Linked DNA regions of Mus musculus: regions 2, 3, 4, 5, 6 and 7 are each linked to region 1. The links are chromatin contacts, called in public Hi-C, HiChIP or PLAC-seq and Micro-C maps. All regions are on one chromosome and are shown on one strand. The core of a region is the stretch at or near the end of the contact, and the rest is flanking DNA. Distances in the headings are between cores, read along the strand shown.

Region 1 (3,417 bases), core at 333-2,832:
CCAGTTTTTGAGATCCCTCAACAGAAAGTTCTAGATAGCCCGTCCCCATCCCTCATAACAGGTGATAAGTTCTGGGGGCTCATGTGTGAAAAGCCCACTGACTTGATTTAGACTGAGATGAATAGTCAGGGGCCCAAAGTACCTGGAGTGGGGGTCCTGGGTCGCCCATGCTGTCATGTGACCCAAGAGCACACAGCTTTTCTGGAACCTCAGTTCCTCCTTGTGAGACTGGGGAGATAGCTTTGAGAATCAACCAGGGATGGAGGTGAGAACTTAAACAGCAGGTCCTCTATTGACCAAGGTGATTTCCCCAGGACTCCTCAGTGACTTCTGCCTTTCTGTTCTTTCCTGGTTGTGGTGTGTGTGTGTGTGTGTGTGTGTGTGTGTGTGTGTGTGTGCTGCAAACTAGGTCCTAGGACTTTGGGATCTTTTTCAGAGACAGAGTTGGAGTGGGGAAGCCCAGTGTTCTATAGGGGTTAGACGGCTGCAAAGTACCTGGGAGGTTTCCCCCTTGCTTGGAGGTTCCAGCCCGGCTTCCAGCAGCTGAGCCGGGAGCTGGAGTGTACACGGGTGTGTCTAGCTGGACCTGTCGCGGGAAGAGCCTCTAGGGCTCAAGACTCCTCCCCTTCCCTCCCCCACCTTCTACCGGGATCTCTGCTGGGGGCGGGGAAAGGGGACAGAGCAGGGGGCGGTTGCTTGAGGTGTCTGTGTTTGTGTAAGTCAGCTTGTTGGTGTCTCTGTGGCCCTCTGTGTATTCTTTGTGACTGTCGGGCTCAACTTTCTATGGCTCCCTTGTGTCTGGGTCTCAGTCTTCACATCTGTTCAATGAGTCCACCGGCTATCCCTCTGCTGGGTGGCCGGGGTATCTGTGTGCCCCAGGCTGCCCGGCGACTCCGGCTGGTTCGCGCTGCCCAGTCCCTCGGGCACACCTCCGTCGGCTGGCCGTGAGCGTCTCTAGTTTCCTGGGCTCCGTGCGTGTCTTTGTCTCCCTGTCCACGTGTGAGATGTAAGTGTGCGTGTGAGTCACAGAGAGGTGCTTGTGGGTCTCTTAAGTCCCAGCTCTGTGCGCCCAGTCTGCCCAACCGGCTAGCGCCCTTTTAGTCCCTGGAGGACTTGTCCATGTGTCTGTCTGCGCGCCCTCCAGTGGACCCGGGAGATCCACGCTGCAGTCCTGTCCGCTTCCCTCAACCTCGCTCGCTGCCTCGCTGGCTCTCTTGCTCCAAGCTCGCTCTGTCTCTACACTCGGGCTTTGCCGAAGGGGGCGGGGTAGGGGGGGTGCAAGGGAGGGGGGAGGGGAGGCTCCTGCATTCTTGCGGTCGGGGAGGAATCTGAGCCAGCGTTACTGGTCTCCAAAAGAGCCCAGCTGCAGCCTCGGGGCCCCGCCAGGCCTCTCGCTGCCCGCCCGGGCCTGCCGGGATGGGCACGGGCTAGGCCTGGAGCTGGGGGCGGGGCAGGGCAGTGCGCCCACCCCGGCCCCTGGGAGGCTGCAGCGCCCGGGGACAGGGCGCAGTGCTGGGGCGGGGCGTGAGGGATTCCCGAATCCTGGGCGAGGGGCGTGTCTCGGAGCGGGAGTCCCCCAGTGGGCCAGAGCAGACCTCGCAGCCGCCCCACGCGTCACTTTTGCGACCAAGCCTATTAGTGAATTCTGACTCTACAGCCCTTGGAGGGGGGTGCCTAGGGTGGGGGGCTTGCACGATACTGCAAGCTCCCCGTGGACAAGGTGTGGAAGGGATGGGGACTGGACTGGTCTTTAGGATTGAGAAGTCCTCTCTCTCCAATCCTATCCTACCCTATCCAGTTCCTTAGTCCCGGGGCGTTGGGTTCTCCCTTTCCCTCCCCTTCACACACCCCCTCCCTAAGTCACAAGTTTTCTCTTTGGGGCTTGTTGCTGCAGTCCCTGCTCCAGTACCGAGTACCTGGCTGGGCCCTGGGCACGCACAGGGGTCGTAGCCCCACTGTGTGTGGGAGCCATGAGGATCCTGGCTAACAAGACAAGGTGTGTGGGTGTCACGGAGGGTGGGATATATGTGTGTATGGAGAGTGGGGAAGGGAAGGGCCCATGATGATGGGGCCAAGCTGTTTGGAGAGGAGCCCTTCGGGCACCTGGTTTCCTGGCCACCAGTGGGTTGAAGGGAAGTAGCATGGTAAAGTCTGGCCCCAGGCAGGAGCTGGCAGCCAGCCTTAGCGCCTGGGCCCAGGGGGCAGAGGAGACTGGCAGCTAGCTTTGCCTGCTTCTGGTCCCTTCTTCCCTTCTAAAACCGTTAGAACAGACCCTCATCCTACCCTAGTGTTGGGGGTGTGATGGCGCCCTCCAGCCTCAGTCTAGTCGGGGGTAGGAGCTGGAGTGGGGGTGGTGCCTGCCTCCCTCCTCCCCAGGAGAAGCGGGCAGACAGGGCCAGGCGGCGGCAGCAGGACAGCAGAGCTGAAATAAATCTGAGCTGGTGTGGAATGAGGGGGGATAAATATCCTCTCCCGTGATGTGATCTTTCCAGCGGCTATTAATAGGTCTCCGGGGAGGGGGAGGCGGTGGGGGGAGCGGGCTGGAGCTTAAAGGGCCCGCAGCCTAGGCTGCAGGAATCCATGGCTTCAAGCTGTACTCTTGTCTGCTTGACATGCCCCCCCCCCCAATCCCTGCCTGCTGACAGGGCCTACTGGCCCACCCTCTTCAGGCCTTCCCCACTTAGGCTCTGGGGAGTCTTCTGGACCTGTGGGTACCACTCTCGGTTATGCTTTCCCTAGTACCCTAGGGAATAGGGCTCGGGCTTGAGCAGTGACTCACAGGTCCTGTGGCCCTTCTCAGCTAGTTGTCAGGGCACAGCGTAGTTGAGGTCTGGGGCCTTGGAAAGGAGTCTTAAACCCTAGAAGGTGCGAAGAATCCATCAGATGCTAGGGAGAAAGGGCTTTAGTGGAAGCGCTGGATCCTGGGGCTGAAGGTAGATAGATTCTGCCAAGTCAAAGCCCAGGGTTTCCATTTGAGTTGAGCCTAGAAGATAAGGAACACTGTTCCATCGCCACTCCCCCAGGTGGACAGAGCTCTGCTCTTATCTGAGGAACTGCACAGAGGTAGGGAATAGCAGGTGGTCTCCAGATAGCACCTCACCACCCCCTGCATTGTTAGGAGAGAGCTAAAGTCCAGGCATGCCTGATGCCTTGCAGGATTAATCTTTCCTGTTTCTCCTCCCTTTCCCCAGGTTACCCCACCCCAGGAGGAGAGAGGCTCCAGGGAGTCCACCGCTGTCCCCTCGGGGCCACTGCCCCCCTGCCCCAGCCAAGCCAATGCACCCAGAAAATAAACTGACCAATCATGGCAAGACAGGGAATGGAGGGGCCCAATCCCAGCACCAGAATGTGAACCAAGGACCCACCTGCAACCTGGGCTCCAAGGGCGTGGGGGCGGGGAGCCATGGGGCCAAGGCC
Region 2 (3,417 bases), core at 383-2,882, 480 kb after region 1:
ACAGGTGACGATAGCTCAAGGTTGGTAAGGATTCCAATAACTCTGCCTCCCTGCTCACAGCTTCTTCTCATGAGCCTTCCCAGTGTGGTCAGAGACTCAAGTAAACTCTTACCTTGAAGAAGAGAGATCACCAGGAAGAGGCCAGCCAGACCCTTCCTCTGCTCCATGTCAGTCTCTTTGCTTCTCCAGTAGAAGTATTGAGAGTCCCTTAGCCACCCAGCCACCCAGCCACCCAGACAGCCTGTGCAGCAGCTGGCCTGGCTCCACCCAGCATGCATTGAGCTGGGACTCTGAGTAGAGGCAATACCAGGTGTCTCCGCCCTCTCCTGTAGAGTGTGGGCAGCAGGGGCCCCAGCAGGGGTGTTGATGCTCTGACTTATCTCGTTTTCTCTTTTGTTGTTGTTAAGGCTTGCAGGATAGCAGGTGGCAGGGGATGAGGTTCTAGATTCCCACTTGGAAACCCCTTTACCACTAGAACCTCTATGCGCAATAGGTTGAAGACTCCACTGAGCCTTTTTCTCGATGACAGTGATGAATGTTCCTGCCTGTTCTTCTGGCTAGGTCTGGACTTGTTTGTCACTTGATCCCAGAACTCATGGGTTTAGGCAGAACTTTTCCATGTATGAGACTGGAGTTCTGAATGGAAAAGCATCTTAGAGTAGACCTTCCTTAAGAGATTTTTGACACTGTTCTTTTGAGAACATCTAAGTGGTACCCACCTAGAAGAGAACATCCCAACGGGACAACTAGCTTATTTCTTGGTGTATGACCCTGGGCTAGTTCCAGGGTCTCAGGCTATTGTCTCCTTTAGCCAGTCAATGCATAACAGAAATTCACAGAATTCCTATGTGATTCCAGGCACAAAGGATAATTTTGTCCCCAGACAGATGACCTTCTGATTATAGCAGTGTGGAAAGTTAGATCCCCACAGCACATGGTAGAAAAGTCTATTGTCTCCTGGGGAGGATCGATTCTACAAATGAGTGGATTGATTATATTGTTAAGAAGACTCTCATACTGAGATGGCTTAATGTGGCTGGCATGATGCAAACACTCCTCCCCCAATCCTTAGAGTGATGCTGAGGGAGACAAGCTCTGAGACACTCCATGCATGGGTACTATGTGCTGGACCTAGGATTCCGATGTCTGGATGAGGGCTTCTCAAGTCCATCTTCCCACTGGCTAGAAGCAGCTTGATGTGGTGTCCCAGAGTGTCCTGTGAAGGGTCCTGAGACTGATCAGAAACAAGAGGATCTGCTAATGTGGCTTGTGTAATAGTTTCTCTCAGTGGATCTAAAGAGGTGGCACTTCCTTGTTTGTGAGTAAATGTAGTTGTATTGTTCATAGGAAGCCCAAAATCTTCTTTGTTTGTTACCAGTGACTATTGCTATTTGTTTTTTGTTACCAGGAAAGGCTATTCTAAATTCCCTTACACTTCCTAGAATTCTGAACAAACTTTCCTCATAGTCTCTGCTTTGTATCAATCATCCCAAAATCTTTGCTTCAGAAAGAGCAGTTTGCACCTGTTTGTGTTTTACCCCACACCTAGCCCACTGTTGCTTTGACAGTCTTACACCATCAAAGGCAGAAGGTAGAGAGGCAGATTTCTTCTAGTTCCTCCCCCACTCTTCCTTTTTCTGAATACCCATGAGTCTGTTGGCGGAGGATAGTGCTAACCCTGGCTGATCATCCTGTGGCTTGCCTCTATTTGTTGCATGATTCCCTCTGGAAGATGGAACACAGCGGGATTCTGGCTAGTCTGATACTGATTGCTGTTCTCCCCCAAGGTAAGGGAGGCCTCTTCAGCTGTGTGGAGGATGGACCCGTGAGGGGCATTGTCACTGGGAGAAGTCCACTGGATAGTGCATCTCGTTTACCAAGCTGGGGAAGATAAAAGGGCAAGGCTAGGGCATAGGAAACAAGCATTCGGCTTTGACCTGCTCTAGTCAAGGCTCACATTGGTCGTGATGGTGTCCCCAAACTCCTTGGACCAGACATTTGTAGGAAATGGTTCCATATTGTATGTCCCTAGGCCTAAAACTAGTAATGAAGTTATACCCATTGCATCGTCTAAGGCAAATGGCCTCTTGGAGTAGGATTCTTGGTCATGTGACCACCCGGAGCCACGGCTCGGCTCAGAATTTAGAAGCGATCTTTAAGAGAAAAGTTAGCTTTAGCTGAATGGGAAGGACAGGCAGAGGGTATGTTATATTAAAGTCTGTAAGTCCTAAGTGCCAACTCTTTCTCAGTTTGTTTGCTTTTAAAACAGAAAAGCAGGCTGGGTAGATAACACGGGGGTAGGACTCAAGGAGTGCAAAAAACCCAAACCAAACAAACTCCAAAATAACACTGCGAAGCTCACATCTCAGAGCTCAGCCGTCCCAGGAAAACTGGGTCAAATGGTTACTCTAAGAGCTGTCCTGGCCACCAGAGATTTCTACTGGACGTAACTCCAAAGAAGACGGGACTTTAAGAGGAGAAGAATTACATACACCTCTCTTCTCCAGCATGCTCATATATGTTCCTGCTTCAGAGGCAGGGGCAGCCATTTTGGAGTTTTCTGGAGGGTGCTCTTTTGTTCAGATCAGTAACTAAGTAATGAAGCTCAGAGACACACAGACTCCAGGGAAGGCTGGCTGTAGACATAAGGCATGGCAGTGCCCTCTGGGCTGGGAAGGCTCACTGTGCCCACAGCCTTTCACCTCTCCCACCAGACTTGATGTACTTAGAGCCTCAGGAGCAGATTTGATACATATTGGTGGCCCTTTCTCCTTAAGCAAGCATGGCAAAGACAGTAAAAATTATAGGGGCACAGGAGGGACAGGAACCGCTCAACCCAGAAACTAGCTAGGGTTTGAGAATTTCAGCACAATTAATGTTCTCTGTATAAGTTGTCTACAAGCTGCTCTTTTCTGATACGGGTATTTTACTATGCTGCTATTTAAAATAGCAACAAGTCAGGCTTAAGGCTGGACTGTGTATGACCTTGGGCAGGGCCTCATTCCTCTCTAGAACATTCTCTAAGAGCCTCATAAATACGACTACTTTCTTTGTTTGCTGTGAAGAGCTCCTGCATCTGGCATACCCAACTCTAAACATTTGTTCCATCCATTGTAATTCTGTTTGATGCCCATACTATTCTGTGAACTCATTTAGGTTTCTTAACAACTCTGGGGACAAGAACTTCAAGACCCACCCAAGCAGTGTATTCAGCTGTTGTAAAGTAGATAGATGGTGCATCTCTTTCTGGGAAGCCATCCTGGAGTGTCTTTCTTAACACTCATGCTTAAAATCTACTTTAAAATATCCTTGTATTAATATAATATAAATATATTAAGATAAACCCGGTTCATCTTAAAGTTTTCTGTTCAAGGAGATTGGGTTTTACTTGAGTTAAGTTTCCTCAAAGATTAAAGA
Region 3 (3,417 bases), core at 511-3,010, 470 kb after region 1:
AAACAAAGAGATTAAGAGAGAGAGGAAGAGAAGGAAGGTAGGGAGAGAGAGAGAGAGAGAAAGAAAGAGAAATGGCTCAGTGGTTAAGAGTACTTGCTGTTCTTTTAGAGGACCACAGTTTAGTTTCTAGCACCCATGTCGGGCAGCTTACAACTTTCTGTAACTACAGCTCTTGGGGATCCAATACCCTTTACTTTTGTGGGCAGCTGCACACATATGGCATGCATATATACAGAAACACATATGGAGACATAAGCAAAACTAAAAAAATTATCTTTAAAAAGAAACAGTAATAGTAATAATAAACCCAAATTCCTTGTTTTCAGTTGCCACACAGAAACACATCCACTTTCTTGATAGCTTTTGGGATGGCACAACTACCAGCCCCCCCAAGGCTTTTGGATTTGATTCATTTTTAGTAAGTAACTTCACTTTACATACCTGCTGCAAAAGTCTACATCTCTAGGAAGTGTCAACCATTGGACCCATACAATTCTCTCATTTTCTCCTGACTCAAGCTTCTACTTATATAGAGTGCTGCTAATCCTTTAAGGCCACTACTGGCTCCTGAGAGCATACAGATATTTTAAGATCATGTCCAATCCAGTTTTAAAGTAGAACTATTGGTAACACTGAAAAACAGATTGCTATAGCCAAGTTCTATGGCTAAGGTGGGGTTGGGTGTAGCTCTGTTCTAGAGCACTTAGTATGCACCAGGGCTTAGTTTATAACCCCAGCAACTCCCTACCCCAAGCCCAAATTACACTGTATTAAATTGTACTCCATAAAGTCTCTATTTTGGAATTTAAAAATGTTCCCAAAGTAACATGTCTACCTGGAAATACCTTCAGTGTTACATTAGGTGTCGTAACAAAAATCCTTGCAATACGTTTATCTGCAAGCTAGGATCTCATCAAGTGAAGCACATACACGTCCGAAAACAAAAAAAGAACACAACACAACAAACAAAACCGTCTCTAACAAACCCTGGCATTTCATCTTGGGCCCCATTTTATGTCTCTGGGACCAAAAAAGTCAATGACATTGAGACTTAACCCATTCTTGCTCTAGGAGACAAAAAAGAATCCTAAAAGGAACAATACTAAACACAAAACGTCTGACTCTATGGTCAATCTGAGAAATGTTTTCTCGACCAAGAAAAACTCGAGCAGAATCCAAAGAGCTACAGCTGGGAAGCCGTCACTCGCTTTAAAAGTCAACCTCTTGCTACACGCACCCTACTGGTTTGATTGCTATGAGTCGAGCTTCATTTTGTCTCCTTGGCATCTGGCACTGTCGTTCACTCTTCGTATTTTATCCTTTGGGGTTCAGTAACATTCATAGGCAGCAGGGAGACCCACCCACCCTGCGCAGGTCCTAGATAAAATAAGTCAAAAGACAGCCACAGCCCACACTCGGGCCTTTCCTAGCAGGGACTTGGCAAAGAAGAAGGGAATGTGCAGAGCCACCGGACGCCGGAGCACCGTAAGGGTTTCCAGATTAGACAGGGTCGAAGTTCAAGACGGACCCGGGTCAGGCAAGCAGTTGAGAACAGCAGGCATGCAGGGGCCTTGACTGGCAATTGCTTAGGAGAAAACCGGGTCGCAGCCTCAACACTCTCGTCCTCTTATACCTTGCCTCTTACCGGAGCCTGAAAGGGCAGGGACGACGACACCTCACAGCTACAGCGACCAAAAGGTTCTTACTTCCGACTCAGCAAGGCAACCGGAGCTGACATCATCGCTGAGCGCCGAGCCTGTTGGGTCTTTACCCCGCGCCGGAAGTAGGGCGGTGTCGGGCTTCGCTAATGACAGAGAAAACACCGAGGAGGCGCATGCGCACGTTTGCTGGCAGCTAGCGAGGGTGGGGGGCGGGCCGGAAGTGGCTTTGGGATTGGGCTAGGCAGCAGGGCGGGGCGGGGCAGGGTTGGCTATGACTGCGTGCTTTGAAGTTTTGTGGAATATGAAGCTAGACCTTGGAAATCCATCTCTTGAGGGCAGATACACTATTGTGGTGTCGGGCTCTGCACAGACTGTGACTTTTTGCTTTTTACGCTCCCTTCTGTCCTATGGCTTTTTGGAGCCGTTTCACTCGTTGTGGCTTAGAAGCAGTAACAATACCAACAAGGACAATGTATAAGACGTTTTGAGCAGGTATTAGGTGCCAGGCAGCGCGCTATTTTGGGTTGGTCTTAGATTTATCTATACAATGCTAACAGTATACAGCCTACAAGTCTGGTTAATTTTTAGTTTTTAATTTTGAAAAATATTTATGAGCATTGATTGGTGTTTTGCCTGTATGTATGTCTGTGTGAGGGTGTCAGATTCCCTGGATATGGAGTTACAGACAGTTGTGAGCTGCAATGTGGGTGCTAGGAATTGAATCTGGGTCGTCTGAGCCATTTCTCCAGCCTTGGTTCTTAGTTTTAGTAAGGAAAATGAAAATTAAAACTGTAGTGAGTGGGACACCGTGGGGCATGCTGTAATTCTAGCACTTGGTACATAGAGACAGGAGAATTGAGCATCCGAAGTCATCCTCTGCTATTCAGTGAGTTTGGACTAACCTAGGGTTACTTCAAACCAACCATCCAACCAACCAAAACCCTACCCTATTCTGAGATACCCCTTAAAAAAAATTATATTGGCACAGCTCAATACCTCAGCAAGAGATTGGTAGCATACATGCATAGGAGTACCAGGCACTTCTTTGCTGTACTTGATAGTGTATATCTATATAACTGCTATGAAGTGAGATTTAGTTTAATAAAATTACATGTTCAGATATTTTTCAATGATATCTTTTATTCTTATTTGTTACTAATACTTTACATATATTCTAAGTGACATTTATTGTTAAAGCTAGACCAAATCCCTAACAATGACCTACAAATAATGAGACAGGAGACAATCTTGTCTTAGACATGACCTCCCAAATGCAACAAAATCTATAAAATGGAATTTATCAAAAAGACTTTTGCATTTCAAAAGTCACCATTAAGAAAGTGAGGTTGGGGCAAAGATTAATATTATGTGTTGTGTAAAAAGCCATTGCTCTGAGCTGAAGAGATGACTCAGCGGTTAAGAGCACCGCCTTACTTTCCAAAGGAGGCAGGGTTCAGATTTCAGCATGCACCTAGCAGCTAGAATCACTAACTCCACTCTCAGGGATACAATGCCCTCTTCTGGCCTCCATTGGCTCTGCATGCCCATTGTGCAAAGATAGACCAACAGCCCTAACACCCATATACACAAAATAAAAATAATACAAAATAAATGTTAATGTGGCTATATTGAAGTAGTGACAAATATTGTTGAAAATTCAAGATTCATAAAAACAAAAAGCTGTCATGTCAGTAGGGATGTAAAACGATGCTGTTAGTTTAGAAAAGAATTTGGCTGTTTCTTTAAGAGCTAAAAG
Region 4 (3,417 bases), core at 541-3,040, 420 kb after region 1:
ATGGCTGCTCTTCCAAAGGTCCTGAGTTCAATCCCCAGCAATCACATGGTGGCTCACAACCATCCGTAATAGGATCTGACGCCCTCTTCTGGTGTGTCTGGAGACAGCTATAGTGTACTCACATACATAAATAAATAAATCTTAAAAAAAAAAAAGCCCCAGCCTATGCTGCAGAGCACAGTCTACGTAACCTTCTGTTCCCTCAGAGCCCTCAGGTCTCAGTACTTCTGGCAGAACAAGTTATCTTACAGTTACAACAGTGGAAAGGTTTTATGTTGTTTCTTGACCAAAGTTTACCTTGATAATGTCTTTCATTTTGGATTTCATCAATAAAATCAGTTTTAAATTTCTGAATACAAGCTACCTAAAAGATGCAAAAGTCATACGGCCGGAAAAATACTCTCTACGAAATATTAAAAATAGCACCTCAAACCATCAAAGTCCAAACGTCAAAGCCTTTTGGTTGTATTGGTGTAAAAATTGTAGTACGTTGCTTCAGATCACCTAATGATTTTTTACTAAGGAAATTCTTTGGAAAACAGCTATTGGCAGCCTCAGGTTCCATAGGAAGGAATCCAGTATTTATAGACTCTGGCTGGCACTTTAAGGGTTTAAATAGCTCACTAGCTGGTGATGAAGGGGAGAAAAAAAAGAATTACTAAATATGCAAACAGGTTGGAAAGCTCAAAATTACAAGTTTTTAAAATTCCACCTCAGAGGGCTGGAGAGATGGCTCAGCGGATAAGAGCACTGGCTGCTCTTCCAGAGGTGCTGAGTTCAATTCCCAGCAACCACATGGTGACTCACAACCATCTGTAATGGGATCCAATGGCCTTCTCTGGTGTGTCTGAAAACAGCTAGTGTACTCACATAAGTAAAATAAATAAATCTTTGAAAAAAAATCCACCTTCAATTCACATTTCATAACCAAATTTGAACATTTGGAAATAGGACCTTCAACCACTTAATACAATACAGAAAAGAAGAAATTGTAAACTTAATCTCCTGCTTCAAAAATACAGTAATTTTCTACTCAGAAGAGAACTGTATCGATTGAACATACTGCTCAGGCTTATAACTACTCAGTGTTTATCTGAGAGACCGCGGTCTATCAGAATTTTCAAACAAAACAACCTCACGAATGCCAAGCCAAGGTTCTGAAGACGACTGCTGACAGGCGTCGCTTTCTGTGCTGACTGGGGAGGGGATATTCACCCCTACGTTCCAAATTCCCTTCATCGGACGCAGAATTCTCTAGGCTCTAACCAGGATGGTAAGCAAACATAACTTTCAAAGATCTCTCACCCGTCTTTAAAATTTCTGATGGCTTTCAAATACTTCGCTGAGACGCAGACCAGCTATGAGGTCTGATGTGTGACCTCTCTCTCCCCTGTTACCGACCTCCCTTCCCAACTCTCCCGGCACGGTAAGGGGGCATCACGGCGTTCGCGGCGGAGTGAGGCCGGGCAGAGTTACACGACCCACTCGCTCCCCGGCCGAGCTAGGACCCTGCAGCTTGTGAGCTCTAAGCAGCCGCGGGCAGGCCAGGCGAGGCTGCGGCCTTACAGTGGCCTCCTGGAAGCCCTCCCGACGCCCACGGCCCCTTGGTGCCGCAGCACAATCCCTCCCCTCGCGAGCCTCTCCCGGGCTGCGCTCACCGGCTACCATCGACGGTGCCTTCTCCGCGAAGTTACGGATGAACTTGGCCATGGTCTAAGGTGGAAGGTACGTCTCCCCGAACCGCCGGCTGAATGTCACCCCCGGAAGGACCCGCGGCAGGACCCCTTCCCCATTTCCAAGGTCAGGCTGCCCCTCTCTGTGCCTGTTCAAAACATATAGGTATTGATTCCCTGTTTGTGGCATCTCATTAGTCAGTTTACTTTGTTCACTCCAAGTAAAAACCTAGATATAAAAAAAAATGAGGCGCGATAACACGTGAAGAATCCTGAGATTCCTCAGGGAGCAGGCATTACTTGGGACAGCTATTCATGTTGGTCCGGAAGATCGGTGAAGTGGGGGAAATGCGCATGCGTTATTGGTTTTCTTGGCTTGATCGCCACATTAGCTTGCGGCAGTTTTATAGCTTTTCAGAAAACATGGAAAACGAGGCTGGAGGGCTTCATAAGATGCTTGTGGGCCTATACGTTCGCTTTAAAGGCATAGCAGGTCTGAGGTCAAATAGGAGCTTTAAGGGGCCACATAGGCGTTACATTATGTGACTCACCCATTCACCGACTTCTTTAATTGACTTTTTATAATTCCGTTTTCCTCCGCAGCCAGTATCAGAATTGGGATCCAATCCGGTTTTTCAAACAAGCCAGTAGGAGCTGTGCGGACAAGAGGAAGAAAGTCATGTGTGTTGAGGGTGTTGCACTGTGCCAGGCATTTTGTAATTTGGTGGAAGCATGCTTTGGGCATTATCCCCTTAGAGACCAAGATTCCTAAATAGTCATAGAAGGAGTCAGTTGCAAGATAAATACGCAAAGGAACATAAGGTTAAGCGTGGTGCTGATCTGGGAAGGCGTAGAGATTCTTGGTGTATAAGAAAATATACAAATTCCAAAGGCTGTAACTTTGACATTATGAATGAAAACAACAAAAACAAACCAGGAAACCCAAAAACTATGTAGGAAAGTAACATTTGATGAGGAGAACAAGTTCTGGAAAAGCCCAATCTTTAGAAGAAAAACTGAGGGGCTGGAGAGATGGCTCAGCATTATGAGCACTGACTGCGCTTAGGTTAGGAGTTCAAATCCCAACAACCACATGGTGGCTCACAACCATCTGTGATGAGATCTGATGCCCTCTTCTGGTGTGTCTGAAGACAGCGACAGTGTACTTACATATAATAATAAATACATCTTTTAAAACAAAACAAAAAAAAACCTGAAGTAAAATTCATGGGGTGGTTAGAAAAGTTAGAAGTGGGATCAAGGAATCAGTGAGGGAGAGACATGCTGCCTTAGACAGTGAAGTCAAATTAAAGCAGGAAAGATAACCTGAAACCCACATTATACCAGCATACAGGAGCCTGAAGATTGGAAGTTACAGGCCAGTCTGGACCGAGGTAAGACAGGCCAGCTAATTATGAGTATGAACATCTGTGACATTAACTAGAAAAGGTTTCAAACCCTTAGAAACCAGATTGCAGCAATGAAGAAATATGGAAGCAAGAGAATATAAGTCAGACAACCCAAGAGGAAGGTGGAGCTCAGGAGTCCAGGACAGGGAGACAGCAAAGAAGGCAGAGGAGTTTGTTTGGGAATGGTGGGACCTCTTCCTTAAACGGGGTGAAGGGAGAAAAGTTTCCAAGTGAGGAGTCTGACACATGCCACCTGTGTGAAAAGGGAGTGGTGAGCAAGGCTACATTTCAGAGTGTCTGAAGGACACAGAGAAGAGCAGAGAAGGGCAGTGGTG
Region 5 (3,417 bases), core at 651-3,150, 380 kb after region 1:
CCCCCCCCCCCTTCCCCTGCGATTCAAACTGCCCTTTCTGCATCCAATGGAAAACAAATGCGCATAGCCATTGACTGAACCTGAACTCAACTTCCCTTCCCAGGGCAACTTTCCTTTTTGCTGAAAAAGGCTGAATTCCGTTCATCGGAGCATCCCGGTTCTCAGCCTTTACCTCATCCACCTTGAGTCTCCCACTAGGAATCGCAGAAAGACTAACTTGGCTTCATAACCCTCCTCTTTCTCCCAACCCAAAGCATCAACAACCAACGCCACCACACTAAGGCAAAACTGTCCTTTTATCTACTCTCATTCCAACCCGGCTTTCCTCCACCCCCTTCCAAGACCCAGGATTGGCCTAGGAAAAGGTGGATCAATAATGAAATGACGAGAAAAAGAGAAGGGCGGGAGGGAGCCAGGGCCAGAGGCTGCAAGCTCTCAGGCGCAGTGGGTGGGGTAAGAGAGCAGCTGCTTCCCTTGGGAGGATGCAGTCCTAGTTCCCCCACAAACATCACCCCTCACCGGGGCCCCCTTTCTCAAGAGCTGGAGAGAAACCCTGCTCCTCTCAAGGAGAATGCTAGAAAGTAGCTCTGCTCCAAGCCTAGGGGAACACTGGACCATTTTCCCTCGAACACACCTCTGGTCCTTCCTCTAAAGGAGGGAAAGGGGTGGAGTTGGAGGTAAATCCCTGACACCAGCAGCCTAGGAAACGTAGCCCTGGAAGATGAGGAAAGAGACAACGCTGGGGAGAGCACTGTTATCTTCGCAGGAGAGATGAGAACGACAAGGTAGAGAGAAAGCTTTCCCCGAGGGGTAGGGCGGAACGAGGAGGCCTGGTGTGCAGGAGGTGGGAGTGGGCTGGTGGTAGAGGTGAGACAAGGGGGAGTGACTGGCAAGGTGAAGACCTGGCTGGGGAGGGAGGGAGGGTTGGTCAGGTTTTCAGAAGCAAGGTGCAGGAAGGGACCTGGATTTCCCAAGGGCCAGGATAAGAACCTGGCTCTGGATGAAGCCACCACCCGAGAGATGTCCAAGGGGGAAGACTGCCCTAGGAGTAACACATCTGCCCAGGGAAGGAGGCGGAGATGTGGCGGGATCAGGTCTCTGGCAGAGGGAGGGAGGAATCTGGCTCGGATGAGGTAATCTGTGAAAGGGAGGAGGGGTTCAGTCCCGGGATGGGAAACCCCCGCAAGGGGGTCTGTGCCAAGGGATTTGGGGAAGGGTCCAGGGGAAGAAGGCGGGACGGGGGCTAAAGGCCCTCAACTAGAAGGGTCTGAGCCCTCGGGTAAGGGCGCCTGGGGGTCTGCAGCCCATAACGGGGGTCCTGAGATGGGAGGGCCATTTGCCCCACGTTAGGGACCCCAGGATGTTTCCAGAATTGGGATGCTCCTCAGACCTGCATGGGGGAGGGGAGGGGTTCTTCAGAGGGTCGAGACCCCGGACCTTGGGGTTCCTCGCCCCCTTACCTCTCCGCTGCCGCCTCCCCCGCCGCTCTCCCCAAACACTGCCCGGAACCGGCGCAGGTTGGTGCCGATGGCGGCCGAGACCTGCAGCGCCGCGTCGAAGCCCGGGCCCACCCGGAGCAGGGCCGGCCCTGAGGAGGCTGAGGACGATGACGAAGACGAAGACGAGGCGGACGACGAAGAGGCTGCTGAGGCGGCGGCCGCTCCCCCTGGAACCCCAGCCCCGCTGCTTCCCGCCGCCGCCGCCGCCACCGCCGGGGGGGAGGGGGGCGCCCCGGGGCCGCCACCGCCGGCCTGGGGCCCGGGGGGAAGCAGCAAGGCCGGGACGCGTTGCCGCGGGGCGCCCCCTAGGCCCCGGCGCCCCCCGCCGCCGCCGCCCCCGGTGGTCCCGGGTCGGGCGGGGAAGCGCCACCGACAGCTGTGCGCCATGTTCGCCCCGTAAGTGAAGCAGCGAGAGGGAGAGGCGACAACACAGGGGGGCGGGGAGGCGGAGGGGGGGGAGCGGCGGGCCCCGGAACCTGCCTAACCCGCCTGGCGCCGCCCAGATGGCCGTACCCCGCGGCCCGCTATGCCGAGCGCCGGGTGGCGCCCGCCTGCCCTGCAATCTGCATATGAGCCTCTGGCCTCCGCCTCCGCCGCCCGGAGGCCGCTGCTCTATGCCGAGCCCCGGGCCCGGCTCCTCCCGCCCGGCAACCTGGATAAGTGCATGCCCCGCCCTCCGGGAGCGGCAGCGCCAGGGAAGATGAGGGGGGGAAGGAAGCCCTGGAGCCCGGAGCGGAGGCGGGTTCCGGGGAGAGGGGGGAGGGGGCGAGGGCGGCGGGAGGATGGAGGCGGAGGGAGCGGGTGGCCCGCAGCCGAGAGAGCCGAGAAGCCGATTACACACGTTCCCGGGACGCGCAGGGACTTGAGCGGCCCAGGAGAACCGCTTCCAGTGCGGCGCGGCTGCTGGGTCCCCGGAGGAGCGAGCCTTCTCCGCCGCTTTGGAGAGCGGCGGGCTTAGCCCTTATGGAACGCTTCTAGAATCCAGAAAGCTCCATTGTACTCCATGCAAAACCCAAGCGTCGCCCAATTGATTCTATGCAAAATGGCAAGGCTCTCGGCGAACGCGCCTTAAAAAAATAAAATCCAATAAAAGAGGAGCCCCTCCCATCTTCACGCTTGGAGCTCTTTCCAAAATCCACACAACCGTGTGGTCGGCCTCTGCCACCTCCTCGCTCCACTGTGCGCTGGAGGGAGGTGAGGGGCTTCTGGTTTCCGTGCCCTTCTCCGGAGTTGGGGTGTGTTTTCCCAGTCCAGGCGTTGGAGCCACAGCGTGCGCTCCGCAAACGACCTGGCGTTACAACGGAGCTGAAACTGGGTGGCTAACGGACAGGGCCTGGAGGGAAGAGGCGGGCAAAGGCGCCCCGCCCCTTCTTCCTCCGCTTCCAGCCTGCCGCTGCATGCAAAGCAGACCCTAATGTATGCACACGGAGGGAGGGGGCTCGCCAGCACATTTCTCATGATTGGGAGGGGGGGGGTTTGAAGCCCGGCGTAGGGCATTATGATACACAGGGTTAGCAAGCCGAGAGGGAGGGAAGAGGGGTAGGGCAGTGCCGGGGGTTGATGGTGGGGTGAATATCCACGGGATTTACTTTATTGCAGGAAATGGGAGACGGCGCCTCCAGCGAGGCGTTAGAAGCCTGCGGGGATGGAAAAGCCAAGGAGGGAGGGAGAGATTGCTGCCCGAAGAATTTGCCTTGGCTGAGGCTTAGGGATCGATACACTGCCTGCAGACCCGGAGCAGCCTCCATCTCCCCCAACCCCCAGCCGAGGTGGAGTTCGCAGGAAGGTCATGCAGCCGTCCAGGTCTCCCGCACCGGTACCCGGCGCTGCTCTAACCAGGACCTCCCCGGGTGGCAGATTTGGGAACGACAGGGTGGTTCATAGTAAGGCAGGTAGCAACCAGCTCCAGCCCACTGGA
Region 6 (3,417 bases), core at 384-2,883, 360 kb before region 1:
TGCTTTGGTTCTGTGCACCAGGAAGGCTGGGATGTCACCCTGAGCTGTAATCTTATTTCCCTTTCACTGCAGAAACGACTCCTTCAACCCCCACCTGGCATCCATCTAAGAGGAAGAATTCAGAACCGACTGTCCTTGGTGGTTAGCTGCCTTTCTTTTCAGACTGCCAGAGAAGAGGATAAGTTAATGGTGTTAAATGAAGAAACAGGGAGGGGGTGCAGCACTTGCCCTGCCTAGCCAGACAGCATCCTTTAGCCATCGCTGCAGAGAACAGGCTTTTCTTCCTATTTTGCTCTGGGCCAGGGGCCAGGGGCCAGTGCTCCTCAGTTCACTCTGGAGGGCAGAGGAGGCAGGGCCCTCTTCCTCTCTCCCATCAAGAGCCCAAGCCTGAGGCCAGTCGGCATGGCTCTGTCTGGAGGCTAATGGCCAGGGAGGAGGGTCAATGAGATTTGAGTGATGAGGTAGATGTGATTTGCCAGTCATCTGAGTCATCAGAACACAGCCCAGAGCATCCTCTCAAGTCACCTGGCCATCTCTGGGGTTTGCTGCCTCAACCCTCCTCCCTCTCTCCAGCAGCGGCAGAAAGGCTGTTTGTTCCCTGTGGGGTGACAGACCCCTCCCTGGTGAGAGTCCCAGCCAAGGGTGAAACCCTTCCTGAAGCTCTGGTGCTAGAGCCTTTTTGAATCTAAGAGTCCAGAAGACCCAGGGAGAAGTTGGGATTAGAAAGGATGGAGGCTAGGGCTCCTGGCACCTTTCTGTGTGGGAGACTTAGGCTTTCAGTAACCTGAGGCCGTTGCCCCGTGAGAGAGTTGAGGGGTGGGTAGGGAAGGCAGCTTTCAAGCATTAGAGAGAGTAATAGGTTTCTGGGAGACAGGCTGTAGACTCCCACATCCGTTAGTATTAACTTTTCCTCATTGAGGTGAGGGAAACCGAGACAGAGACCAGAAGACAAAAAGGATTATCTGGGTCAGGGCGTGGACCATGGGCTTGTGAATTCAGACCCCTTCCTCCCTTCTCTAGGGTAAGAGGGACTTGCAAGAATTCGAATATGAAAAGATAACCCAAAAGGCACCGTTTCCAACTCTCCCGCCCCCTTGCAGGCACCCCTAGGTCTGTGGGACCTGGCACAGTTCTTCCTCCAAGGCTGCCAGGCCAGCGAAGACTCTGGAACAGTGCCAAGCCGGCAGCCGCCGCAGTGAAGCGGTCATTCCAGAAGGCGACCAGGGCCAGCTCCATGCCTCCACAGCAGGGTAGAGGAACCTGACTGAGAGTCCTCTATCAGGGATACCTCTCTGTTGCTCCTCTGCTAGAGGGTCCCCGCTAGTAGTGGACAAACCTGAGCGAGCGCTGCTACTGCGTCCAAGAGTCTACAGCGACCGGGCCAGCTTCTGCCGCCTCGGCCAGTCATTCGAGCCCCAGGACACCTGTCATTGCTCCTTCAACCTTTCCAAGCCAGAAAACGGGAGTTAGCCTCTAGGCCTGGATCGGGGAGCAGCAGCTCGCAGCCAGCGCGCCGGGGGCCCGCCCCCTAGGGCGCGGGGAGGGGGCGGGGGGCTACGCGGGGCGGGGCCGGGCGGCGCCCGGGGTCCCCTCCCCCGCCCCCCTGACGTCAGCCCCCGACAGCGGCGAGTTCCTCACTTGGCTCGCGCCCTCCGTCGGGGAAGCATGGGGCTGCCCAAACTGGTGTGCGTCTTCTTGTTCGCTGCCTGCTGCTGCTGTCGCCGTGCCGCGGGTGAGTTCTTTATGTTGAGGGGGCTGTGGGGGGCCCGACCCGCGTCCCTCAGAGCCCAGGCGTTGGGAGTTTGGGGATGTCTTCGACGGAGCCGGACTGTGCCGCCTGAGTGTACCGGAGATCAGAGCTGGTAGCAACGTAGAGTCGGGGCTCTGCACCCCAGTGGGCGCTCCTTCTTGCCAGAGTCCCCGATTTCCAGGCGCCCCGCGTGCGTGCAACTTCTTTGCGGGTGTGCAGCCTAGGTTTTAGAGTATTCTGGGAACGGACTAGTCGGGTTGCTGCAGCAGCGAGCGGGAAGGGGTGGGGCCGAGCTTCTGCAGGACGCTGGGCCCGGCCTCCCGCAGGTGTTCGCTCTGGGTGCTGGATGCTGGGTGCTGGAGTCCCGGCAGAGAGGCGCAGCCGGGGCGCATCCCCAACCCGTGCATCCCGCGCCCGCCTGTTGCTGGAAAAGGCAGTTTCCCTAGCTGGAGGGGGCCGCCGACCCCTCCCCCTCCGCCTGGGCCTCACGCCAGTTTGGAGGTGAGCGAGGGAGGAGGCCGCTCCTGCTGGGGCTGGGCGTTGGCAAGGGCAGCGGGTGGTGTGGGTCTCCTTGCGCCTCCGGGTTTGACGGGATTACAGGGGAAAGACAACAGATGGAGAAGTTCTACAACAGTAACAGCTTCTGTGGTCCACTAGAGTCAGGTGGAGAGAGCCTGGCACCTCGGAGCTTTCCTTTAAGCCATCGAGTAGACATGCTTTCCTGGGTCCGGGCTTCCCTTGTAGGGCACACGCAGCGGTGTCGTGTGTTATTCTTGGCTCTTTCTCGCGTCTCAGCCACTGGTCAGGCTGGGGAAGGGGAGGACTGGGCATTACCCACTTCTCTGGCCTCTTGCCCAGTGCCAGCCACGTCCCTGGGGTACTCCAGTCTAGTGCCTCCCAGACTGACCTTATTTCTGGGGAAAGGGCTAAACCCAGCTAGGCAATCGCAGCACAGAAAACTCAGTTTCGCTCTGCCCTGCTCTTCTGGCCCTTAGAAAGCAGGGATTCAAAGTTCCTGCTGTTGGTAGAAGGCTATTCCCACCTTCCCTCCAGTCTGGAAGCCACACAGTCCAGACATCCCAGGGTCCAGGCAGATTGTGCTTAGTGACATCACCTCTTCTAAGAGCTGGCAGCATGCTGGCACCACTGACGTCACTCCTGCCCACTCTCTGGTTTTTGACCTAACCCTTGGCGGAGACTGACCCCTCTAGACTTGGATGGGGTCTTCAGATTGTATTGCAGCGTTTCTTGACATGCTACTGTGGGAACATAAATCATAGCCTCTGGCTAGAGTTGGCTCACTGTGTCTTCCAGAGGATTTGGGGGACAGAGGGTAGAATAGTGACGTCTTCGTGGAGGGGGGGCACACAAAGGGGCCTGTGTGCCCCAGCCTGGCACATGCCTTACATTCCCCTAGTCTGAGCTCACCAGGACTAGGAAGGGGCCCAGGAGCAAAGGGGCCTTCATCTTGGCCCAGAGCCCATGTTGCTCTTATCTGTCTCTCCACCAGCTTCTTCTAAGATATACCCAGTCACTCTGTCTGTGTTTCACTCCGTATTACACTGGGAGAGGTCTGACCCAGGTTGGGGGTGTGGGCTTGGTGAAGTTGAGGGTAAGGAGAGGGTAAGGCCCTCCCCAGACCCTTCAAGTGGGACAGCTGCAGTGAA
Region 7 (3,417 bases), core at 429-2,928, 270 kb after region 1:
AGCCCCAAGTTGTTTGTTTTAAAAGGTTGAGAATCTAGAAATGCTAGGACTTGAATATTTTGTAATGTACACATGTATAGAAACAACACAAAATGCCCCATAACTCTGTACAATTTTTAGGTATCGATTTTCTTTTTTAAAGAAGCACGTATGAGTCTCTCATTTTTCTTTTTCTGAGTTGGGATTGTAGGTCTGAACACTATAGGTTAGTGCCCTGCTGCATGTACATCTGCAGGCCAGAAGAGGGCATCAAATCCCTCTCATAGAGGGTTGTGAGCGACGATGTGGGTGCTGGGAATTGAACTCAGGACCTCTGCAAGAATAGACAGTGTGCTTTTCTTTTTTTTTTCTTTTTTTCTTTTATTATTTTGGGGGGTGGTGTGGCCTCCAGATAGGGTTTCTTTGTGTATAACCATGACTTTCCTGGAACTCGCTTTGTAGATGAGACTGGCCTAGAATTCAGAGATCCGTCTGCCTTTCCCTCCTCAGTGCTGGGATTAAAGGCATGTGCCACTGAAAGACCCACAACATGAGGACTCCCCCACGTTCTGACTCAGGAGAGGCGACACCCCAAAATCACCAACGAGAAAACGGTCTTGTTGCAAATTGCAAGAGGATTTTTATTCAAGAGTGCTCTCGGGCCCACGGTCATACACCACGCAGGGGTAGAGGACTGTGGCGCCCCGAGTAGCTGAGTAAGGGGGTATTTAAAGGAGAAAAACCACAACTCAAGGAGGTGGGAAGGGCGTTGTTGGAAAATACCAAAAATACCAGGTAAGAGTCACAAGGAAGTACAAAGTCACAGGTGTCACAAGGAATACCTGGTAATTGTTAACTCTCAAGACAGTTTCTAAGAGCCCCTAACAATAGCACATTTGCATTGCAGCTTCCGGTAATGGTCAGGGTGACTTTCTTTGAATGAATACTCCTTGAACTCAGGAAGTGGGTGGGTGGAGGAATGTCACTATCTGTTTTATGATTAGCATACCTTGGAGCACTGAGTTTACTACTCTTTCACCACCACGCCCAGCTGTGTTATTTTTTATTTTATTTTATTATTATTATTTTTTATCAATTTTGAAACTGGACCTCAATAGCCCAGGCTGGCCTCAAATTTACCAAGTTACTTACTGAGTCTGATCTTGAACTTCTAATCCTTCTACCTCCACCTCCAAAGCGCTAGGATAGCAGTTATGCACCAGCTTGCCTGACTCATAGTTTTCTTTAGCAAGTAAAAACACAGGACACAGATAAATCCTAATCTCAGATGAAGGAAGAGAAAGTATGCTCCTGTGACATAGGGTATCGCGAGGAAAAGGGCTATCGCGCCACAGAGATGCTATAAAAGGGCTTTTAAACATGCTTGGACTTTTCCTTGAAGAGTGTCTAAACTGTGGATTAGGCCTATCTAGGAGAGACTGTAGGCCAAATGAGCCTTGTCTTTGAGATGACAGTTTCTAGTTGGAGAAAAGAAATCCACTAGCCTGGCCTTCCACCTTTGGCCACTAGATGTCACAACCGACTCAGTTGCGGAAACCATAGATAAGCGGGCTGCTAGACCGCCTAGTGCCCGGGGCCGCTCTATCCCAGCGCCGCGTCTCTGCTTCCGCCACCACCGGCCGCAGCAGAGGGGCGGGGTGGCGGCGCAGTGGCGGGGCACGTCTCGCGATCGTTCCTTCAGACTCTCGCTTTGTTTTGATTTATTTATCTTTTTCCCTAACGACTGACAACAGGCGGCTTGTTGCACTTAGGGATCCTTGAAGTGGCTGGGCCTGAGAGTGAGACCCCAGTCCTCGGCTGGGGTTCTTTCCAAATAGAAGAAACGGATCCAGAGGGGCTACAGGTAATTGGTGCTCCCGCCAGCGTTCTTTGCTCTCTGCGCCCCACCAACTGCCCTGGATCCTTGACTCTCCGAGAACCCGGTGGGATCCTATCTTCAAAACGGGCGGAAGTAGAGGTGATGCTCTGAGGATTAGTGGATGGGGCCGAGGCTGGAATTTGCCTTCTCTCAGGACCATCCTGTCCCATCCCCATACCCTCCACCTCTGGCAGAAGCCTCAACAGCTGTGCGAAAACTGACCAAACCTGAGACGGACGGCCGGCCGCAGTCTGGCTGTGCATGCTGTGCTTCCCTGCCTGCATCTTATGTAGAGCTTTTGGGTTGCTGCTGGGAAGGGTTGGATACCGTTTTCCACTGCACTTCTCTTGGCACCCAGCCAATGCTAGCTAAATAATGCTCTTGGGTCAGGAAACTTTCCTTTGGGGGAAAGCTTGGATCGGGGTGAATGCATCTCTGCACCGAGGCTGGATGTATATCCCATGATAGGAGCTATGTAATCGTATTTCCTTTTGCTTAGACCAAAATTGTTGAGAACCAGACATACGATGAGCGTCTAGAGATTAACGACTCGGAAGAGGTTGCCAGTATTAGCACTCCAACCCCAGGACAGCAAGGTAAGAGAAGATGAGAGACAAAAAAAAGGGAGGTGATTTTCAAACAAGTGGCGCAGATAGGATTCAGGTTGTATTCAGCAAGCTCTTAGCAAGTGTTGACCTCCTGCTTTAACTTGGCGCTGATTTTGCTTTCTCACTAGTTGAGGGAGAAACCAGTCCATCAGATTTTGGGATCTTTGAGTGCAAACTTATCCCCTGTCATTTTTAACTCGCTGTTACTGCTAGTAGATTCTGGCACAGGTTCGCTGTGTTTTGGGTTTTTTTAATTTTTTAATTTAATTTAATTTAAATTTAATTTAATTTAATTTTTAAATTACTATTTTAGAAATGTTTATGTGTATGTATGTTATTTGCTTGCATGTTTTTCTGTGAACCACCTGCCTGCCTGGTGCCCTCAGAGACCAGAAGAGGATGTTGTCAGATCTCCTTGAACTGGAGTTACACATGGTAATGAGCTGCTCTAGTGTGGGTGCTGGGAACTGAACCCTGGGTCCTCTGGAAGATCAGCCAGTGCTCTCAATCGTTGAGCCATCTCTCCAGCCTGGCTCACTGTGCTTTTGTTTCTAACAATTCATTAAGATGCTTCATCACTTGCCCTTAACTTGCCATCCCAGCTTTAATCGAAACAGAGTTTTATCAGAAGACTTGATGCCATTCATTTATTCACCTAACCTTTTTTTCTTTCTTTCTTTCTTTTTTTTTTTTTGTTTTTTTTGTTTTTTTGAGACAGGGTTCCTCTGCATAGCCCTGGCTGTCCTGGAACTCACTTTGTAGACCAGGCTGGTCTCGAACTCAGAAATCCGCCTGCCTCTGCCTCCCAAGTGCTGGGGTTAATGGCGTGCGCCACCACGCCCAGCCCTCACCTAACCTTTTTTGGTTTTGTTTTGTTTTTCTTTTTTTGAGACAGGGTTTCTCTGTATAGTCCTGGCTGCCCTGTAATTCATTCTAGACAAGGCTGGTCTC

What was found. Hi-C and Micro-C count contacts between places; a contact is called where the count stands out from the background. HiChIP or PLAC-seq counts read pairs in DNA pulled down with a chosen protein or histone mark.
Region 2: a Hi-C map of CD4 T cells shows a contact between it and region 1, with 3 times the contacts expected there. The contact joins the promoter of Cd3d here to the promoter of Bcl9l in region 1. A contact is called at or near these places in 1 of 39 promoter capture datasets (pre-B cells), 3 of 484 Hi-C or Micro-C datasets (CD4 T cells and CD8 T cells), 4 of 115 datasets of contacts at active chromatin or transcription factors (the SCID.adh cell line, pro-B cells, regulatory T cell precursor and 1 more) and 1 of 9 other capture datasets (liver).
Region 3: a contact with region 1 is called in a Hi-C map of uterus, with 4 times the contacts expected there. The contact joins the promoter of Ube4a here to the promoter of Bcl9l in region 1. A contact is called at or near these places in 1 of 39 promoter capture datasets (hippocampal neurons), 2 of 484 Hi-C or Micro-C datasets (B cells and uterus) and 1 of 115 datasets of contacts at active chromatin or transcription factors (double positive thymocytes).
Region 4: a contact with region 1 is called in an H3K27ac HiChIP or PLAC-seq map of microglia, with 5 times the contacts expected there. The contact joins the promoter of Atp5l here to the promoter of Bcl9l in region 1. A contact is called at or near these places in 2 of 39 promoter capture datasets (embryonic stem cells and liver), 4 of 115 datasets of contacts at active chromatin or transcription factors (bone marrow-derived macrophages, effector CD8 T cells, extraembryonic endoderm stem cells and 1 more) and 4 of 9 other capture datasets (adipose tissue, liver, macrophages and 1 more).
Region 5: a Micro-C map of embryonic stem cells shows a contact between it and region 1, with 1.7 times the contacts expected there. The contact joins the promoter of Kmt2a here to the promoter of Bcl9l in region 1. A contact is called at or near these places in 2 of 39 promoter capture datasets (liver and pre-B cells), 2 of 484 Hi-C or Micro-C datasets (both in embryonic stem cells), 3 of 115 datasets of contacts at active chromatin or transcription factors (epiblast stem cells, extraembryonic endoderm stem cells and pancreatic cancer cells) and 1 of 9 other capture datasets (adipose tissue).
Region 6: a Micro-C map of embryonic stem cells shows a contact between it and region 1, with 3 times the contacts expected there. The contact joins the promoter of Mcam here to the promoter of Bcl9l in region 1. A contact is called at or near these places in 26 of 484 Hi-C or Micro-C datasets (B cells, the Ba/F3 cell line, CD4 T cells and 9 more) and 6 of 115 datasets of contacts at active chromatin or transcription factors (bone marrow-derived macrophages, embryonic stem cells, pancreatic cancer cells and 1 more).
Region 7: an H3K4me3 HiChIP or PLAC-seq map of bone marrow-derived macrophages shows a contact between it and region 1, with 2.7 times the contacts expected there. The contact joins the promoter of Ift46 here to the promoter of Bcl9l in region 1. A contact is called at or near these places in 9 of 39 promoter capture datasets (the 3T3-L1 cell line, 3T3-L1-derived adipocytes, the C10 cell line and 5 more), 5 of 484 Hi-C or Micro-C datasets (B cells, the G1E-ER4 cell line, Th1 cells and 2 more), 13 of 115 datasets of contacts at active chromatin or transcription factors (the 230-238 cell line, the SCID.adh cell line, acute myeloid leukemia and 8 more) and 4 of 9 other capture datasets (adipose tissue, liver, macrophages and 1 more).

The regions. Positions count from the first base shown.
Region 1 is chr9:44,497,554-44,500,970 of GRCm38.p6, forward strand. It overlaps Bcl9l (B cell CLL/lymphoma 9-like), which reads left to right and starts at 1,583. Exons shown (of 9, transcript NM_030256.3): 1 at 1,583-1,720; 2 at 1,895-1,996; 3 at 3,192-3,417. The coding sequence starts at 1,971.
Region 2 is chr9:44,980,154-44,983,570 of GRCm38.p6, forward strand. Cd3d (CD3 antigen, delta polypeptide) reads left to right here and starts at 1,633. Exons shown (of 5, transcript NM_013487.3): 1 at 1,633-1,787. The coding sequence starts at 1,733. Cd3g (CD3 antigen, gamma polypeptide) reads right to left here and starts at 278. Exons shown (of 7, transcript NM_009850.2): 1 at 113-278. The coding sequence starts at 167.
Region 3 is chr9:44,963,840-44,967,256 of GRCm38.p6, forward strand. Ube4a (ubiquitination factor E4A) reads right to left here and starts at 1,761. Exons shown (of 21, transcript NM_001346698.1): 1 at 1,646-1,761.
Region 4 is chr9:44,918,952-44,922,368 of GRCm38.p6, forward strand. Atp5l (ATP synthase, H+ transporting, mitochondrial F0 complex, subunit G) reads right to left here and starts at 1,791. Exons shown (of 3, transcript NM_013795.5): 1 at 1,659-1,791. The coding sequence starts at 1,710. It overlaps Gm30934 (a long non-coding RNA gene), which reads left to right and starts at 1,776. Exons shown (of 2, transcript XR_379340.4): 1 at 1,776-2,166; 2 at 2,277-3,417.
Region 5 is chr9:44,879,389-44,882,805 of GRCm38.p6, forward strand. It overlaps Kmt2a (lysine (K)-specific methyltransferase 2A), which reads right to left and starts at 1,901. Exons shown (of 36, transcript NM_001357549.2): 1 at 1,461-1,901. The coding sequence starts at 1,886. It overlaps Gm39326 (a long non-coding RNA gene), which reads left to right. Exons shown (of 4, transcript XR_870694.3): 2 at 104-3,315.
Region 6 is chr9:44,133,025-44,136,441 of GRCm38.p6, forward strand. It overlaps Mcam (melanoma cell adhesion molecule), which reads left to right and starts at 1,634. Exons shown (of 16, transcript NM_023061.2): 1 at 1,634-1,732. The coding sequence starts at 1,666. Gm10687 (predicted gene 10687) reads right to left here and starts at 1,461. Exons shown (of 2, transcript NR_152189.1): 1 at 1,337-1,461.
Region 7 is chr9:44,771,331-44,774,747 of GRCm38.p6, forward strand. It overlaps Ift46 (intraflagellar transport 46), which reads left to right and starts at 1,679. Exons shown (of 12, transcript NM_023831.3): 1 at 1,679-1,843; 2 at 2,358-2,454.